Linked DNA regions of Capra hircus: region 2 is linked to region 1. The links are chromatin contacts, called in public Hi-C maps. All regions are on one chromosome and are shown on one strand. Each heading gives the region's core, a stretch centred on a gene start, on an enhancer-like site or on the middle of the called end of the contact. The rest is flanking DNA. Distances are from core to core; before and after follow the strand shown. Region 1 has its middle 130 kb from the start of RASGRP1. Region 2 overlaps FAM98B (protein FAM98B).

Region 1 (3,387 bases), core at 694-3,193:
AGTGGAAAGGGGTCTCCCCTGCCATCACCACCACTGACAGGCCCATCCCAAGAGGGGTGGGGAAGGAAAGAAATACGTGGGACTCCCCACCCAGCATCCAAGAGGAGAGATTGTATGCTCACCCCCACCCCACCCCGCGCATTCCAGCTGGAGTTTCCTGAGCAGCAGCCCCTGTAGACACATCTGCCCCTGGGTCACGAGGAGGGAGGAAGTGGCAAGAGGACAGCTGGGGTGGTTTGAGGAAGGGGCCTGAGGCCACTTCCAGGCTTCCCTGGAGTCAAGTGCGGTAGTGGAGGAAAGCCATGAATTTGCTTGGACCCAGCATGGTCTGGCGGCCTTAGCTACCACCTGAGACAACTTACTTGCTCCAGGACAGCACTTGGAGGAGAGAAGAGGAGCTTGGAGGTTGCGTGTGAACCACCAGCCTGGGGTGAGGGGTCAGAGGCTGCCTCTCTGAAGCAGCAAAGATGACAGGAAGCAGTAAGGGATCCTATGAGCTTCCTGAAAAGGCCAGCCTCCAGCGGCATCTCTCCCAGGGGCCAGGCTGGGGCAACGCCAGCAACAATAGAGCAGAGAAGTAAACTCAGAAGTGCCGAGAAAGGCATAGGCCAGAAGGAAGGATGCCTGCCTTCACCAGCACACAGCCAGCCATGCTAAGGGACTTCTCCAACGCTGCCAAGGAAGTTAGGGTCCCACAGGCAAGAAAATTATATTGATTTATAAAATATATTCTACTCCGTAGCCATTTGTGTTAGCTTTCTATTGCTGCTATAACACGTTGCCATACGTAAGCAATTTTAAACACAAAGATATCATATCTCAGGTCTATGGTCCAGAAGCCCCCTGAGACTCTCGGGGCTGAAATCGAGGCATCAGCAGGGCTGTTTCTCTGCTTAGGCTCTGAGCAAGAGTCCTTTCTTTGCTCTTTCTGGTGTTGGCAGTTCATGGGCTGTGGGACTGAGGTCCCCATTTCCTTGCTGGGGTCACCCTTAGCTTCTGGAGGACTCTCTGGTCATTCACATAGCCCCCTGACATCTCAGAACCAGCGGGACCACAAGTCCTTACCCTGCCATCTCTTTGACCTTCTTCCACGCTCACATTTCTCTCTCTGGGCACACCCAAGGAAGGTTGTCTGCTTTTAAGAACTCCCATGATTAGAATGGGCCCGCTGGATAATTTGGGGCTTCCCTGGTTGTTCAGTGGTAAAGAATTCACCTGCCAATACAAGAGACCCAGGTTCAGTCCCTGGGTCAGGAAGATCCCCTGGAGAAGGCAATGGCAACCCACTTCAGTACTCTTGCCTGGGAAATCCCATGGACAGAGGAGCCTGGTGGGCTGCAGTCCACGGGGTTGCAGAGAGTCAGACACAGCTGAGAGGCTAAACAACAACAGCTGGTTAATCCTCTCTATCTCAAGGTCTACAGTGCTAATCACGCCTGCAAAACCCCTTTTTGCCAAGTCAGGTCTCATATTCAGAGGTTCTGGGGATTAGGCCGTGAACGTCTTTGGGGAGCCATTATTCTGTCTGCCACACCGTTCTGTATTTAATGGGCTGAGCACAGTGCTAGGTGCTGGGTCTCAGATGCTGGCATCAGGGGAGTTAGGCTGGGGAGGGAGCTGGGGGTGGGGTGGGCAGGCAGCACAGGGGACCTCTGTCTTATGACTCCTTTGGAACACCTCAGGGAGCATCGTCTGCTGAAATATAATACAAACTGCACCTCCACCCCATTCACCTCCTTGGCTTCCCAGCCCTCACCCCTGAGCCATGAGGCTGCCGCCTGGTCCAGCATTCGCTGGAGATCTCTGGAAAGGGTCATGCCAATTCTCTGGGAAGCTGAAGAGTGAAGCTCACCAGAGGACTGAGACGGGGAACCTGCCAGATCTGGGCTCAGCCACAGTAGAGAGACTGATGAGGCCCCAGAGGCCTGGACACAGACACTGCTTCTGCCCTTTTGCCCATTTCCTGACCTGGTTTGCAGTCCCCACGGGGCTGGAGGGGGAAATGCCCAGGATCTTCTAGGTCCCTTGTGGCTCCATACCATAAAACAGGTGGGGAGAGGGCAGAAAAAACCTTGATTTCTTACTGCTGAAGCCCTATCTGACTGAGGCACCCTGGCCTATATTTTATAGCTCCTGAGCTCATGGGAGCCACCATCTTGCTGGGTTTTTCTCAACCACAATCATGGTGAGTCAGCACAGTGGTTAGTTCTCAGCCGCAGGCCCCAGCAGAACCCCAGGTGGAGCAGCATCCTGAGAAGCTGGCCCCGCCGCCATGGTCCCACCGCCGTCTTCCCTTCAGGCCAAGGCCTCTCTGGGCTGACTGCCCACCAGGGGCACACCCAAGCAGCTGTGCATCATGCTGGGTGCAGGGCTTCCACAGCCATGGTGTGAAAGCTGAAGGTGATAAACCAGAGAAGATGTCATCAGCCAGGTCCGACTAGTCCAGGCTGGCATTTGGCCAACAGCATCTGTCTGCTTCGGGCCAAACTTGAGGAGGGAGGGAGTTGATGAGGCACTCTGCCTTCCTCTGCTCTGGTGTCCGTATCTGGGAGCCAGGCCCTGACAACTAGCACCCTGCACACAGAGTCCACCTCACGGCACCACATTCTGGCCACACAATCTTCCAGTGACAGGACCAGCTACTGGGAAGGGGTTCTCAGTACCCCTCATTTAAAAGATTCTTTACTACTCACGCGACTTCCCTGGTGGCTCAGACAGTAAAAGCAACTGCCTACAATGTGGGAGACCAGGGTTCCATCCCTGGGTTGGGAAGATCTCCTGGAGACGGAAACAGCAACCTGCTCCAGTATTCTTGCCAGGAAAATCCCATGGACGGAGGAGCCTGGTAGGCCACAATCCATGGGGTCACAAAGAGTCGGACACGACTGAACGACTTCACTTTCTTTTCTTTCCTTTATTACTCACGCCACAAAACCCAAAATGCCAGTGGCAGTTGCTTCTGCCCCTACCACTTAAAACTTGCTAGCAGCGGAGATCTTTAGGAGGTGATGCTTTCAAAACATAACATTCCTCACTTTATCTTTTCTGTGCCCTGCTTCAGGGCTCTTCATGTCCCTGACGCTTGCCCTGAGTGATACAAAAGCAGCTGAGAGCAGGGAGGACACTTGTCAGCAATTACTGGCTCTGTGGCTTGGAAGGAGAGTCTTGCTCTAAAGAGTCCCCACATCACCCCAGCCCTGAATTACTATAGCAGCTCTTGCAGGGTATGTATGCCCTGGGTTTCTGTTGAAGGACACTGACCTCCAGCTCAGCGTTCAAGGAAATCTTTCCTCAGAGAGAGCCACGACAATGACCAGAATAATCAGCAGTTCTCATCGCATGCATGCTGAACTTCAAGAGCCAAGTGTGACAGAACTCGACTGCTGC
Region 2 (3,191 bases), core at 372-2,871, 220 kb after region 1:
AGACTATGGTATACACAATATTTAAAGTTTTAACATTTTAGATTTTACCATGGGGTTTACTGTAAAATAAGAGTAACACTGCCAAATCCATTTGTCCACAGGTACTCAGCTTTCTATCTTTGGAGTTGGTTAGACTACAGAAAGTTGTTACTACACCAGGAGTGTACAGATTTTAAAGTGGAACTGAAAAAATTTATATGACTACATCTTTTTCTCTTTATATACTATAAGAAAAATGCATTACTTGGGCCACCTTTTACACCTTTCACAACAGGCCTCTATAAACTCTCAACAAATTGGACTTGTACTTAGGTCTTTATAAACTACCTGAGAAGGCTCAAGTGTCGCATTCCTCGTTTGAAAAAAGAAGACAAATTAATCTCTGAGAGCTATGGCCATTTAAGCCTACAGCCCCCGCCCTGGGCTAGTGCCATGATTTAAATTCACAACTCCTGATTCCCAAGCCTTTGACTGCTCCAACCAACAAATCACATTTAAACATCCTCTAACCCTGTGTTTCCCAAATCTAACTGTGAATCATAATTACCAAAGGATATCATGGCCCTACCTTTGATCGATAAAACTGGATATAAGTGTGCTAATCCTGTACAGCACAGAGCAACCCGCCTTTTAATATCTGGAAACCTAAAGCGATGCCACAAATGAAGAAACCAATTTGCAGAAATTTTTCTCAACACCATGTAAAATTGGTTCATGTCTTTGTTCCTTTACAGTAATTCTGACCTCAGTCTTTAATTCTGCTCTGTCAAACAAAATCATACAGATTTCAAATCCAGTTGGAAAATAAATATGTGTAGCAAAAAATAGACTTGGGCTTCAATTATTGGAATTTTAACAGAAACCTGGCCAGAGGAATTGCTCAAAATAAAAGAAAAACACAAGTCATGACAACTTACTGAACACAATTATCAGTCTCTTTTCCTATTTTGTAAAAGAGAATTAACAAATACAAAACAGCCACAGGACTACAGATGAGGCAATAAGTTTATATTCCTTTCCACTACAAGTGGGGTCATTTATGTGTCTCAGACCTGAATAAAATACAGGTAACAATCTAAATTCAATCATGACAATAAAATACTTTCCATTTTCCAAGTTTGATGGTAATAATATATTTACACTTTTAAAAATATTTTTTCCTCATTTTTTTTCTTTTTTAAAAAGACAGAACATGCTCAAGAGTACACAGAGTGTGGAAAAAATCATCACTTTGTCTAAGAGATCAAACAGTAATATAAAACAATGTTCTTTTACATAGTCAAGCCAATTCAAGAATGATACCATCAGGGAATCTAACATGGTGTTTACTTCAAAGATGACACTCAAGTAGTTATTTAGAATACTATGTCTAATGTACCTATCAAGAAGTAAGCACTGCTATCTAAATTTTGTGGCTTTTAGTATCTTCTATATCCACCACCACCTCCTCCATACGGATCTCCGTAACCTCTTCCACCATAGCCTCCTCTTCCTCCATAGCCTCCTCTTCCACCATAATCTCCCCTCCCACCATAATCGCCCCTGCCTTGGAAACCTCCTCCTCTACCACCCCCTCCCCCGGCCCCGCCCCACCCCCCGCCCCCTCCCCCACCACCTCCCCACCCGCCTCCACCACCTCTCCCACTCCCACCACCTCCTCTGCCACCTCCCCCACCCCACCCACCCCTTCCACCGCCTTCCTGTCTCTTTTGCCAAGGCGGCATCTCAGGGGGTGGTGGTTCAATTTCATTTGGCCGTCCTCCCCTGTCAGGCACCCTTCCCATCAGCACCTGTGTAAAGAAATATTTTCTTTCAGTTTCCAATATTGCAAAAGTCAAAATTTACTTAAAGGATGCAAGCAACATTGAAGTTATTGTTCTAATAAAGAAACAGAAGCCAAATATTTTAGGACATGAAAGTACCAGACATGGCAATATGAACTAATATTGAAAATATAAAAGTGATGTGTGACAAATTGCTCACAATGTGCTGTTTTTTAAACAGTGTGAGAGAATATTTATGAAACTTAAGAACTTGTTTAAACCTTTTTAGTAAATTTTATAACAAATGTAGTACCCATCACACTAAGAAAACTTTTTAGCAAAACATTTACAATGTACATAAACTTCATACCCTATACAACTTAACTCCATATTCACTCACACAACTCTGGACTTTCTATTGCCACTGGTTTGGTAATAGACTATCTCATAAAAGACTATTTCTAAGCACATTTTATTTCAACAAAGTATGAAGTACATATGATAACACGTGGGTATAATACAGGCAGAGACGAAGGTTATCAACTGCAAAGAACTATAAGGATTTTCAATGAACTATTCCCTTTTTTATGAGAAACTTAAGCTAACTTTCAATGATACTAGTTACTATATTATTAAAAAAATAAAGACAATATACTTCCTTAACCATGCTTCATAATCTTTCACAGGATAAACTAAGGAAGAGTTTGCTTCAAGTACCTAAATTTCTGTAGAAAGGAGCTATTTTATATGTCCACGAACAGAGACCAATAGGAAGCAAGTCATTTCCTGCTACTGTCTTTCAGTAAAGATAAAGCCAAATGTGCCTCAGCCAAAATGACCTATGAATCAGTTGTGTTCTACTTTCCTGATCCTCTAATCAAAATCATGTTTTACTACTTTATATCATAAATGAAGACAAAAAAGTACAAATTCCTCACTGTTGGACAAGCTTCAAAGTACACATATATTCTTCAAAGTACACTATAAAGTCGGCAATAATGTCCTAATTACCAAATCCAAAAAACAGCTTTTCTTGGTTGTTATCCTCATTGGTCTCTCCACCAAACATTCAATGTTGGTGGATATACAGGGACGCTGTTCCAAGATCTGATAATAAGATTGCCCTCAAATAATTAGACTATCAATTACAAACTCAGAAAAGAGACAGGCAATATCACTTAAGAGAACTCTTGATCCAGAAAGACCTTGATGCAAGATATAAAGTAACATATTTAAAAACAGAACACTTTCAGAATAGAGGAGGCTGATCTAAAATGGAAGCAGGAAGGCCCAAACACTGGTGCCTAACTTAACGATAATTAGCAAACTGACTTTATATACAACCATCTCCTGCTACAGGACACCTTTCTCACTGCACTGAGAATTGATATTGTAAAATTACCCAAGTCCCATACTTCTGACTTTTGG

What was found. Hi-C and Micro-C count contacts between places; a contact is called where the count stands out from the background.
Region 2: a contact with region 1 is called in a Hi-C map of blood, with 2.1 times the contacts expected there. The contact joins two enhancer-like sites. A contact is called at or near these places in 3 of 5 Hi-C or Micro-C datasets (all in blood).

Annotation. Positions count from the first base shown.
Region 1 is chr10:68,737,743-68,741,129 of ARS1.2, forward strand. No RefSeq gene overlaps it. Among named protein-coding and RNA genes, the nearest start is that of RASGRP1, 130 kb to the right of the region's middle. Within about 2 kb of position 1,944, at least 2 of the 5 cell types and tissues checked have an H3K27ac peak or open chromatin away from gene starts, as enhancers often do.
Region 2 is chr10:68,953,915-68,957,105 of ARS1.2, forward strand. It overlaps FAM98B (protein FAM98B), which reads right to left. Exons shown (of 8, transcript XM_018054477.1): 8 at 703-1,790. The coding sequence ends at 1,419. Among named protein-coding and RNA genes, the nearest start is that of FAM98B, 33 kb to the right of the region's middle. Within about 2 kb of position 1,622, at least 1 of the 5 cell types and tissues checked has an H3K27ac peak or open chromatin away from gene starts, as enhancers often do.